Regions from separate parts of the Oryctolagus cuniculus genome. Here region 1 is linked to region 2. The links are chromatin contacts, called in public Hi-C maps. All regions are on one chromosome and are shown on one strand. Each heading gives the region's core, a stretch centred on a gene start, on an enhancer-like site or on the middle of the called end of the contact. The rest is flanking DNA. Distances are from core to core; before and after follow the strand shown. Region 1 overlaps MERTK (MER proto-oncogene, tyrosine kinase). Region 2 holds the start of MERTK (MER proto-oncogene, tyrosine kinase).

Evidence for each region. A called contact is a pair of places that touch in the nucleus more often than the background predicts.
Region 1: a contact with region 2 is called in a Hi-C map of an unstated tissue, with 4 times the contacts expected there. The contact joins the enhancer-like site here to the promoter of MERTK in region 2. A contact is called at or near these places in 3 of 6 Hi-C or Micro-C datasets (ear pinna, psoas muscle and an unstated tissue).

Annotation. Positions count from the first base shown.
Region 1 is chr2:113,249,075-113,255,243 of mOryCun1.1, forward strand. MERTK (MER proto-oncogene, tyrosine kinase) reads left to right here. Exons shown (of 19, transcript XM_008254044.3): 19 at 501-2,272. The coding sequence ends at 975. Among named protein-coding and RNA genes, the nearest start is that of TMEM87B, 23 kb to the right of the region's middle. Within about 2 kb of position 3,672, at least 1 of the 8 cell types and tissues checked has an H3K27ac peak or open chromatin away from gene starts, as enhancers often do.
Region 2 is chr2:113,129,378-113,135,424 of mOryCun1.1, forward strand. MERTK (MER proto-oncogene, tyrosine kinase) reads left to right here and starts at 4,006. Exons shown (of 19, transcript XM_008254044.3): 1 at 4,006-4,273. The coding sequence starts at 4,213.

The DNA.
Region 1 (6,169 bases), core at 2,422-4,921, 120 kb after region 2:
GTGGCAACCATTGCGGGGTGAACCAACGAAAAAGGAAGACCTTTCTCTCTGTCTGTCTCTCTCTCACTGTCCACTCTGCCTGTCCACAAAAAAATTAAAAACAAAACAAAACAAAACAAAACAACAGCCAGTAGGTAAGTGGGTGGACTTGTGTTCCAATAAAACTTTATTTACAAAGCAGATGGCAAGCTGGATTTGACTATGGGTTACATTTGCAGCCCCTGAATAAAGAAGCTGACCTTGAGTAAACCTGATTTCCAGAGGTAGATGTATTTGCCATATACCTCCTCTGTTCCTGGCAACAGAGCCGTTTTGTTGTCCAGTGTCCGTGGAACATATACAGCAGTTCAGTGACTATTAGGCCATCACTTGAGACCTCCCCAATTTCCATAAAAATAACACGGATGCTGGCTGGGCTGGGATAAGAGGAAAGATTAGGGAGGATGGCACAGGGGGACCCGGGTGCAGTGCTAGGACGTAACTTTTTCTTTTTCTTTTAGGTATGAAATAATGTACTCCTGCTGGGCCGCCGACCCCTTGGACCGGCCCTCGTTTTCCGTGCTGAGGCTGCAGCTGGAGAAGCTCCTGGAAAGCCTGCCCGAGGTTCAGGACAAGGCAGACGTCTTTTACATCAACACCCCTCTGCTGGAGAGCTGCGAGGGCCTGGCCGAGGGGCCCGCCCTCGGCTCGCTGGACCTGAACCTCGACCCGGACTCCATCATTGCCGCCTGCAACCCCAGCGCCGCCATCAGCGTGGTCACCGCCCAAGTCCACGAGCACAGGGCTCCGGAGGGCCGGTATGTCCTGGACGGGGGCGGCGAGGACTGGGAGGCCCCGGGCGCTTCGAGGGAAGACAGACCCGCCCGGAACGGGGCCTCCTGGTCACTGCGCAGCACGCTGCCCGCGGGGAGCCCACCGCCTGAGGAACTTGAGTTTGCCGATGACTCCTCCGGAGACTCGGACATCCCGATATGAGCAGCAGTGGCGTGGTTACAGCCAGGTTCGCTGTCCTGCCCGGTGTCTTCTTTCCAAGTAAAACGCCATGGCCCCAGAACACCAGCTGAGTGTCCGTCTTCACGTCCGTCTTCGTCAGAAATGCATAATATATATTTATTTAAGGAGAAGTGTATATGTCTGTATATGGTGGAAAGAGATCAGCATATTTTAATAAAAGATGACAACTCTTGCGGATCTTACCATTTAAGCTTCAGCTGGTCCCTGATACTCAACGTTTGTGCAAAGTTCTTTTTTTTTTTTTTTTGCAGAGTTTTATTTTTTAAAGTTCATCTCTTTTTTTTTTTTCATCTTTTTTTCAGCTATTGTATGTAAAAAAAATATGTATATACTGGTAAAATGAAATGCCATCTCTGATATCACTTCTGGTTTTGTGAGAAATGTGGTATTTTGACATGAATCGTGTATTGGATAAGAATGATGCATTTACTATTCGAAGTTTTCTGATTAGTTTTTTGAGACGACTTCCTAATAAAACATGGACGGGGGGAGGATGTGCTGAAATTACTGCACACGGCATGCATAGCTGTCACCGGTGGCCCCAGGGCCTTTGCAAAGGACTCCTTTCAGTGTGTGGGTCCCAGTGCCACTCCTGGCTTTGCTGTTGGGAGACAGGGGAAACCCGTTCTGGGAGTCCATGGACTGGTACACAGGGATCCTTAATGCCATCCGAGCTGCAAGCTACAGAGTAGAAGGGTCTGACAGGTGGCAGTGGGGCAGGGCACCAAGCTCACATCCCACTGTTGCCCGGGGCCTTGTTGGGTCTCGGGAACTCTCTGTGCACTGTCTGGTTTGTTCTGGACCCCGTTCTGCTACGGGTACCAGTGCTGCTGTGACGTGTGGCTCGTGGAGCCGCAGTAACCTGCCCGTGGTCCACAGCCAGGAGAGGTGGCGCCGGAATGCAGAGCGCCGGATCTCAGCCACAGCATCTTCAGGCCTGTTTGCTTCCCACTTGGGAGCAGCCTCTGAAAGCCTTCAAGGATCGATGTCGTCACAGGCTGCAAGGGTGCGGCCCGCACAGCCCGGTCCTGGCCTGGCTGCCAGCCTGGGCACCCCGATCTCCAGCGTGAACCAGCTGCTCTTACTGTGAAAACGTTCTGAGGGTTTGAAAAGAGCCTGTATTGTTACAAGAAATGCAAGCATTACATTTATTGGTGAAAGGGAAAAAAAAGTTACATCTGATAAAGATAATTTATACTGTTAAAAACTTTTGAGTGGTCATTTAAAAAAAAAATCAATAAAAAATTTTTATTACCTACCTGTGCAAACCAAGTGTCTTGTTGATGGTGACTACCAAGAATTTGAAGGACTCATTAGTATTTTTTTTAAACTTTTTGTTTATTTATGTTCATTTATTTGAAAGACAGAGAGACAGAGATCTTCCAGCTGTGGGTTCACCGCAGCCAGAGCTGGGTCAGACTGAAACCCGGGGTCCGCAATTCAATCCAGGTCTCCCATGTGGGTGGCAGGGACCCAAATACTTGAGCCATCACCTGCCGCCTCCCAGGCTGTGCATTAGCAGCGAGCTGGGTCCAAGGCGGAGCTGGGACTGGAATCCAGGCACTCTGATAGGGGCCTGGGAGTCACAAGCAGCCTCTGAATGCTGCAGCAAATGCCCACCCCCACTGGGAGTGTTTTTATCCTTTATACCCAGGCTGTACCCAAGACTCCAACTGCATGGGGCTGGCAAGGGAGAGCCCAGGCTTTATAGGATGACTCCAGTGTGTGCCAAGGCCAAATGTTGAGGCTCCCTGGACTGGACACAGGTGAGGGCTGTCACACCGCAGGCTGGGCAGATTCTTTGTTTTCCTTTAAGTGTTATGTGACAGAAGGTGAGGCAGATGGAGGTCTTCTATCTGTTGATTCATTCTGCAAATGTCTGCATGTGGGCCAGGCCAAAGCCAGGAGCCTGGGGGAGCTCCATCCTGGTCTCCCACAAGGGTGGCAGGGGCCCAAGCACTGGAGCCAGGGGTCTGGAACTGAATCTGGGTCTCCCACATGGGTAGCAACGACCCAAGTGCTTGTGCAATAACAAGATCAGAAGCACTGGGATCGGAAGCAGTGGGACTGGACCCCAGGTATCTCAAACAGCTGCTGGGTGCAGGAGTGGGCAGCTTCCCTCCTCTCCCATCCGTCTTGTCCCGGGGTGATGTGAGCCTCCTGCCCCTTTCCCCCATATGTGGGACTGGGAAGTCCGGTTTGCTCACTATCTTCTATGCAACCTGAGGAGGGCTGAGAGCCTGGGCCTGCTGTGCCATAGCAGGTGTAAGAGCTGAGACATCAACAAACCCAGCAGAACGCGTCCCTTCCTCTGGCACACGGCCACGTGCCAGGCGTTGGTTACAACAAGTGCAGTTGGAGGCGGTAGAGCTGACGACCTTGCTCAGCACCTGCAAATCTCGCTGAGGACTTTGGAACTCCAGCATTCTTCTCGGCCACGTCTGAATGTTTGACAGCTTGGAAAGAGCTAGCACAGATGATCCAGCCATTGGCAGACTCTGGTACTGACTTCTGAGCCGTCCACTGAAAATAGCTCTTCAGATTCTGTTTCCTGTAAACTCGAGTTACTTTTGTAAGTGGCTCTAAGGAGCAAAGAGTGGAGGAGGAGAGAAAACAGGAAGAAACAAGTCGAGTCATTGTCTTGAGCCAGGCTGGGACTGGTGCTGGGAGGTCAGGAGGACAAGGAAATAAACAAGTAGCAGAAGCACTCGTGACCCACAGGATGAGTGAGACTAACTGCCTGGCTCGCTCTCTCTCTCTCTCTTTTTCTTCCCTCCCTCTCCTCTCCTTCTGTCTCCTATTTCTTGCATTGCTTTCTGAACAGAAGGAAGAAGCAAGGAGCAGGGTTTGGAAACCCTGGAGAGCTCTGCCACCTGTGCTGGCCGCAGGGCCCAGGGCAGGGACCCGGCTGGAGCCAGTCCTGCCCTATCTCCTTAGGCAATCTCTGCAGGTCAACTGACTTTCCTTGAGCCCCCCCCCCTTTCCTCAAGTGTACAGTGAACAGATCAGTGCTCTCTCCTGCAACAAACAAGCACCTTGGGTAAAGAATAGGACCAGGGGCCAGCGTTCTGGTGCAGCGGGTTAAGCCACCACCTGTGACACCAGCATCCCGGCTGTTCCAGCTCCCTGCTAATGCACCTGGGAAGGCAGCGGAAGCTGGCCCAAGTGTTTGTGGCCCCTGCCACCCATGTTGCAGATCCGGATGGAGTCCTGGGCTCCTGGCCTCAACCTGGCCCCAGCCCCAGCCCCAGGCCCAGCTGTCGCTGGGAGTAAACCAGCAGATGGAAGACCTCTCGTGTAGTGCAAACCTACCCACGTTTGTCATATTAGAAATACTTTCGGGTTAGGCCTTCAGCTCATAGTTGAGATTCCCACGATCCACATTGAAGGGCCTTCGCAGCTCCAGCTCCTCACTCCCAGTGCTGATTGTGTCATCAACTCCCTCCAAAAACAACACAAATTAATTCAGCCATAAAATCTAAAAAGACAGGGGGAGTTCTGCTTCGGCCGGTGCTGCGCACAGTGGGGGAGTTCAGTGTGAGGGAGGGCGGTCCTCAGCCGTCACCACAGGCAGCTCCTGGCCGTCTCATCCTGGGCTTGAATTCCTGATGCTGGCCCCAGTGCCTCCCCCACCACCCCAGTTGGGCTTTGCCAACAGGATACAGGGACGTGAGGAGGGTCTCCGAGCCATCCCAGAACAAGGAGATTCTCTCTCTCCTTGTCTGGCCTCCAAGTCCGCCAGACCGAGCAGAGGTCCCCACTCGGGAAATGGGCCAAACCACAGTCTGGTATCTCCCAGGTCAGGCTGGTCCTGATTCATAAAAGTCAAGTCCTTTTTAACTTCTGGTCAATGACAACAGCCAGTTGGAACTTCTGCTGAGTCTGTGGGAAAATAACTGACCCCCCAAACAAACCAGCTACAGCAGCAACTTAACTTCTCTAAAGACACCTACTCACTTTGCTTGACGAGTGGGAAAACGGGAAGCTCTGTTTTCTTTAGGGCACATTTCAGTAAGGCACCGTGTTCCTATGTTGAGATTTCATTTTCTCTCTTTTAAAGTTCCAGACAAGAACAACAGCAAAACGACCATCCTACTGGACTTGGAAGACCATGTTTAATTACTTAACTCATTGGTAGCTGAATGTGATGATTATTTCTAGAAACTGTAACCACAGGCTGCTACATTAGAATATTTTCATGACAGTATCTTTTATTACAATGGGATTTGGTATATAGATCTTTTAAAGCAAAACTTGAGAATTCTCTGTAGTTATTCTTTTTTTTTCTTTTGACAGGCAGAGTGGACAGTGAGAGAGAGAGACAGAGAGAAAGGTCTTCCTTTGCCGTTGGTTCACCCTCCAATGGCCGCCGCAGCTAGCGCACTGCGGCTGGCGCACCGTGCTGATCCGAAGGCAGGAGCCAGGTACTTCTACGGGGGGTGCAGGGCCCAAGTACTTGGGCCATCCTCCACTGCACTCCCTGGCCACAGCAGAGAGCTGGCCTGGAAGAGGGGCAACCGGGACAGAATCCGGCGCCCCGACCGGGACTAGAACCCGGTGTGCTGGTGCCGCAAGGCGGAGGATTAGCCTAGTGAGCCGCGGTGCCAGCTGTAGTTATTCTTTCTCCTCCTAAAGAGCATGGTGACACACCTTCTTAGTAGCAACATATTCCAATCCTTTGCCCACTTTTAAATTGGGTTATTCTTTTATTGTTGAATTGTAAGATATTTTATATATTCAGGATATATATCCCTTTTTATAGAGCCTGACACTCTGTATTTTGATGACAATGATTAACCCACTCAGATTCAGTAACCTACTCACCCCTGGCTGCACAGCAAGCTTCATGAATAAAAGACCAACTTGTAAGCTCCCTGAACTTGGAATATATTCTATAAGTTGCCGATAGACACTTCAGCAATACGTGGAAGTCTTCCTGGCTAAAGAGACTTAAACACAACATTTGACCAACCACGGGCTTAGTAAAATGCTGTGTTGACCTAGGGGTGCCAAGTATAATTCTGAAAAAGCAACTGAGCAGGGATATCAGTGATCAAACACTACAGCAGAAACACAAGCTTCAGAATTCATTAAAGCAAGTCACTAAACAAACAAGCATACCCACTCGCTCCGGGAAAGGAGCACATCGGAGTAG
Region 2 (6,047 bases), core at 2,756-5,255:
TTGGCCCATCTTCCACTGCTTTCCTAGGCCATAGCAGAGAGTTGGATCAGAAGAGGAGCAGCTGGGATGCGAACTGGCACCCATATGGGGTGCCAGCACTGCAGACAGAGGATTGACCTACTGTGCCAAAGTGCTGGCCCCAGAAAATCTTTTCTTAAATGAAGGGAATGACCATGATACAGTTTGTGGAATCTTTAGGGAATAAGAGCAGTGGACCCATCTGGCTGCCACAAGCAAGGCTGACACAGTCTGATGACCTAAGATTCAAAGCCAGAGACTTTAGAGAAGAGAAACAGACTGTCTCCTCCAGACGCAGGGACAGGCAGGAATTGTGTGTGGGAGGCATGGTGCATTAAAGGAAAACCAGGCTCATGAGGACTGTGAGGAGGATGTTGGAGGTGACAGCCAGAGTGGCCCAGACCTTGACTGGCGCTAGGGTCCGTGAGATAGAGGCTCCCTCAGTATTGCTCTATACCTGGAGTGGAGCAGATGCTTAGTCCATCTCTGCACAATGGTAAATGAACGAATGGCTCTCTGGCACTGAAACTAGGATGAGGGCATTTCTTATCACACAGTCACTCACAGAGTGTCCTAGGCCAACCCCATGTCTGAATGTAGAGGTTCTGCTATGAGTCAAATGTCCTCACCAAAACTTGTGTTGGGATTTCAGCCCCATTGTGAGGTATTAAGAGGGAGGAGAGCTAACCAGACGATGGAATTTAAAGCTGGGAACACTGGGAGATAACTGAGGTCAAATGAGGCCATAGAGGTGGTGCCCAGATGCAACGGGACAGTGGCTTTGTACAAAAAGCAAGAGAGATGGTGCCCTGCGCTGCTTTGAGTCTACACAGAATCCCCAGCAGCAAGGACTTTCCACAGTGGAGCTGCCTGACCTTGACCTCCAGGCCTTTAGACTCATGAGCCGCACGCTTCTTTTATTCCTTATAAATTAATCTGTGGTATTCAGTGAAAGCAACAGGAAACAGACTGAGACAGGCTTTAACTTGTAGCACACAAAGTCTAAGCTGATCCAGGAAGCAGGGAGGGCCCTACAGTGTGGGTTCCAGGTGAGTGTTGGCCTGTTGAAGTTGTACAAATGTCGTCTTTGGGCAGAGGTCCTGGAGGCACAGGAATCATAGTGTAATATAGGGTCTGGTGTTTTTAGTCTCATGTTTTGGCCATCTGAATAATTAGAACAATTGCAATGTCCTCTGGGTACAGGGCTTGCACAAAATGCATAGTGTAGACCTGATATCCCACATTTTAGCTAGGTTTTGGCACTAGTAGAAGTTTTAAAACATGGCTACAAATTCTTTACACGTCTATCATCAAAAGATGGGGTATAGGGTTCTCCTTCCTGTGGGTAGGGTCATGATGGCTTCCATCAAGAGAGTAGGGTTAGGGGCTGGCATTGTGACACATCTGGTTAAGCCACTGCCTTCAACCCTGGCATCCCATATCAGTGCAGCCATTTGGGGAGTGAACCAGTGGCTTCCTCTGTCTCTCTCTCTCCTCTGTCATTCAGCCTTTCAAATAAAGGAAATCTTTAAGAGAGGGAGAGAGGGAGAAGGGTGAGGTGGAGCTATGCCATGTCATCTTGCTCACTGGAATGCTAACTCCTGGAGCCCTGAGCTGCCATGTGTGACTTCCGTGAAGCCAAGGCTGCCATGGAGAAGTCTTGTTGAGACGTTCTGGTCTGCAGCCCCAGTCTCCACGTCCCCTCCTTGTGGGCGGCACCTATGTGAGTGCTTGAGCCTTCAGATCAGAAGTTGGCCAAGGTGTCTGTGTCACAACTTCTCAGTCCTACTGTACAGCACAAAGTAGTCGTAGACAATACAAACCTGAACGGCTGTGTTCCGCTAACACTTCCATGCAAAGCCAGGTAGTAGGCTCATAGCTTGTAGTTTGTTGGCCCTTGTTTTCTATAATTCTAGGCCACAACTACTTGAGCCTAAAAACACAGAGACAACTGATCTACCCTGTGCTCCACCCATATCTCTGATCACAGCATCCATGAATCTAACAGAATGGCTGGTGTTTTGCTCCCACACAGCAACAGGTAACTAAAAGCGTATTGCATAAGGCAGGCCTTTGAGCCAGCACGATTTGAGCAGAGACTTGAAGAAGGAAAACTAATCAGGAAGGTGTGTGTCTGGGGAAAGAGCATTCATGCAGAAGGAGCAGTCAATGTAAGGCCCAATGTGAAAGGGTGCTTGAGGTGTGTGTGCACAAAGCAAGGAAAGCATTGATTGGCTCTGCTGAAATGCCCAGCAAGCTTCCTCATCTACACAGGCTGTGCAGGCAAGGCCTGACCATCGTCTGACCCGAATCTTAGCTGTTGCCTTGTGATTCCTCCTGGAGCAGGGCTATGGGAACCTGGTGAGGAGCCACTGGGAGGCAGTCCCATATCCCTGCTGTAGGGTAGATTGCCACAAGTCTCTCCCTCCCCTATCACGAAGCACCGCACTTTTTATTTTTGATATTTTTTATTTGGAAGAGTTATACAGAGAGAGATTCACACACACACACACACACACAGAGAGAGAGAGAGAGAGAGAGAGGGATCTTTCATCCACTGGTTCACTCCCCAGATGGCCACAACAGCTGGGGCTAGGCCAGGCCAAAGTCAAGAGCCAGGAGCTGCATCCAGGTCTCCCACGTAGATGGCAGGGACCCAAGCACTTGGGCCATCTTCTCTGCTTTCCCAGGTGCATTGGCAGGGAGCTGGATCCGAAGTGGAGCAGCGGGACTGGAACTGGTGCTCATATGGTATCCCAGGCAGATACCTAACCTGCTTGCTGCCCCCAAACACAGGACTGTCCCCCTCCTTTCCTCCATCTCGCCCTGCACTCCCTCCCCTTCCTCCTCCCAAGGATACAGCTTCAGGCTCCGGAGAAGTCTCTCAAACTGCCTGGCTGTAGTTTGAAGTGCGCTGCTCGGCAGCAGAGGGCCTCACTGCTCCGGGAATCTGTGCATCGGGCCCCTTGTGGTTTGGTGCCACCCTGTGGGACTAGGGAGGCAAGGCGCTGACACCACGCTGACTTTGCTTCTGCTCTCGGTGTAATGTATAAAACCCTAGTCCATCCAGACCCACCTGGAGGTCAGGGGACTGCCTGACAAGGGAGCAGGGCAGATGGAGACCAGGTCACGTGGGACCCTGGAGGCCACCGACAGGGCTCTGGCCCTTGGCAGCGAAAGCCGGAGCCTGACGTGTCTGGGAAGTCTGCAGGAGAGGAGTGACAGGAGCTGGCTCATGCCGTCCGAGGAGCGAAGTCTAATGCATCCGTTCTAACAAGAGTTCCATTAAGAAAGCAGGAGTGGAAGTTGTCCCATTGGTAAACGTGGCTCACATTTCCGTTGGGATTCGCTGTCTCTGCCGCTGCTCCCTGCGCCCCTCCACCTTCTGGCGGCCCCCCAGCAGAGCCTGCTCCGCATCTGCTCCTTGCGTGAGGTCCCCTCGCTACCTCTCACCCTTCCACAGGAGGCCCTCGACGCCAGGGCCGGCGCACCCTCTGCGGTTCCCGGGAGGCGCTCCGCGGGAGAGCAGTGCATCCAGAACGCAGCCCGCAGCGTTGCTGCCTGGGTTTTGCGCGCCCTCACAGCAGGGATTGCGGGGGTGCTGCGGCCCCTAAACCGCCGGACAGTCCAGGGATTTTGGGAGCCGCCTCCAGTCCCGTCCACGGTCTCTGCTCCCCTCACTCCACCACAAGCCTCCCTCCCCTTTACCTCTCTCCCGCTCCCTCTCCTCTCGACTCTCTCTCCCCTCTCCTGCTCCCTGCTCCGCACCCCCACCCCCGGTAGGACCGTCAGGCAGTCGGCCCCTCCCCTGCTCTCCAGCGCCCCCCCCCCCCCCCCCCGCTCCCCGCGGCGCCCGCACTCCCAGCGCTCAACCTCCAGTAACCTTCGCTTAACCCGGGCTCGGCCCCCGGCCCGCCCCGGCCCGCCCCACTCCAGCTCCAGCCGTTTCCTTCCCCTCCCTCCGTGTCCGCCTCCCCGCCCCCTCCCCGCCCCAACCTGCTCGGGTCCGCCCGGCCCCTGCCCCTGGCCCGCCCCTTCCAGCCCCCCGGCGCCTCCAGCCGGCGGCTTGGCGCGGCCACTCCGGCGCCTGCTTACCCGGGCTGTTCGGCTGGCGCGTTTGGCCGGCTACCGGGCAGGTTCGGGACGTCAGTCTGTCCGTCGATCTGGACGGAGTTTCCAGATCGCGGCGCCAGGATGGGGCTGGCGCCGCTGCCGCTATTCCTGGGGCTCTTCCTCCGCGCGCTCTGGAGAGAAGGTGAGCTCGCAGACCCGGGGCCGGGGGCCGGGGGCCGGGGGCTCGCGGCTGGGAGCTCGTGGAGCGCACCGGGCTGCTGGGCGAGTTTGCAAACATCCCCGCCCCGCAACGGTGCGAGGGAGTGAGGCGCTGGGGAGCCCACGCAATCGCCGCCCGCGGCCCCTCCGGCGAGTGTCGCGAGGGCACCCAGGCTGGATCTGGGGCGCGCGTTCCGGCGGGCGCCGAGGGCTCCCCTTCTCCGCGGTGGAGAAATCGAGCTCGGCCTGGCGCACCGCACGTCCAGCAGTTTTCGGCTGTGGAGAGCCGAGGAGGTGGCGGGGTCTGGTCCGGAATCAGAACTTTGCCCGAGACCGCGCAGCGCAGTTGCGCCCGGAGTTTTGGGGGCTCTACGCGGGTCTCCGGTGTGTGGGGGGGGGCTAGAGCTGCGGGTCCGCCAGGGCTGGCCGCGCAGGACAGCGGTGGCCCCCTCTGCAGAGGCACGCTGGGAGTGTGGGGGCCCGGAAAAGGGGCGCATTCTTTTCGCCCCTGTCGCGGCGGAGCAGAACCTAATGTGCTTGGGCAGCGTCTAGGTGCACCGCGAGCCGCGGCGGGTCGTCACAGGCGCTTCAGTCTGAGATCCGGACTGACCATCGGCGGCGGCGAAGGCGGGGAAGGCGGGGACCTTTCGCACCCACAGCTTGTTGGGAGCGTGGGTGATCCGCAGAGTTCAAGTCGGAGCGCTTCTTGGGAAGCTGGGAGGAACTTGCTGGAAACTTTCCCCCAAAGGAAAAGCAATGGGAAGAAGGAATGGTAAAGAAACACATCCCAAGTGCTTTTAACTGACACGTTTCGGTTGGCACCCAGAATGGGGCTTTTGTCTCTTTTGTCCACGAATGTGGTTAAGTAGCTTCCACCTATTCCATTCATAGATGTTTTGTAAGAATACCTGGAAAGTTCAGTTGGTACTCACGCAATTTAGATTTTTTTTTACCCTTTGAATTTTTTTTTCCTTTGTAAACTCATTTGTTCAAATGAAAAAGTTCTGAACAATACAAGGTCTTTTGCACATTAAATTACATAATAAGTCACATAAATTACATAAACAGTTTATAATTGGGGGCAACATAACAATTTGCAACAAACATCAGGAGCCAAAACCAAGCAAAGAACTAAAGCTGCTCTGTTCTCTCCCTCCCTCCCTCCCTCACCAAACCCTCAGAAATTCCTCGGCATTCCTGCCAGGTCCGTTTTTATAAATCTGCTGCAAAGCTGTTAGTTTTCGCTGCCACTCATGTGCTGAAAAATTAGCGGACAAGGAATGAGAACAATCGTGTCGGTGAAGGATGTTTAAAAGTTGCCTGTCTTTATTCTCTAGTTTTTTTTTTTTTTTAAGCTGCAGTAAAGAACTTTTGTAGATGACAATCAGCCATATTCCTGTGATCATGAAAAACCTTCTCACAGGTCCACTCAGCAGGAAGAAGGAAAAGTTTCTCCAATTTTCCTTCTACCTTTTGCTTTTTTATCACGAAGTTTACCTGTGAGCTGTCTGCCAGTGAGTGTTCCCTCTTGCCTTGTAAAAAGCTGAAAGAATGGAATTCTCATTGGCAGAATTAGAAGTGAGAGTCCTGGAGAAAGTGGCTAAAAATGACCCTAAATAGTTAGAGTCTAAAATAACTCTAAAAAGTTAGAGACTTCATCGAGTTGTAAGGTTTTCATCATGTATGTCGTGGGTCTAAGTGCAGGGCTGGCCAGAGAGGGGGCACAGACGGGATGTGACTGTGTGTAGAGCTTAGGC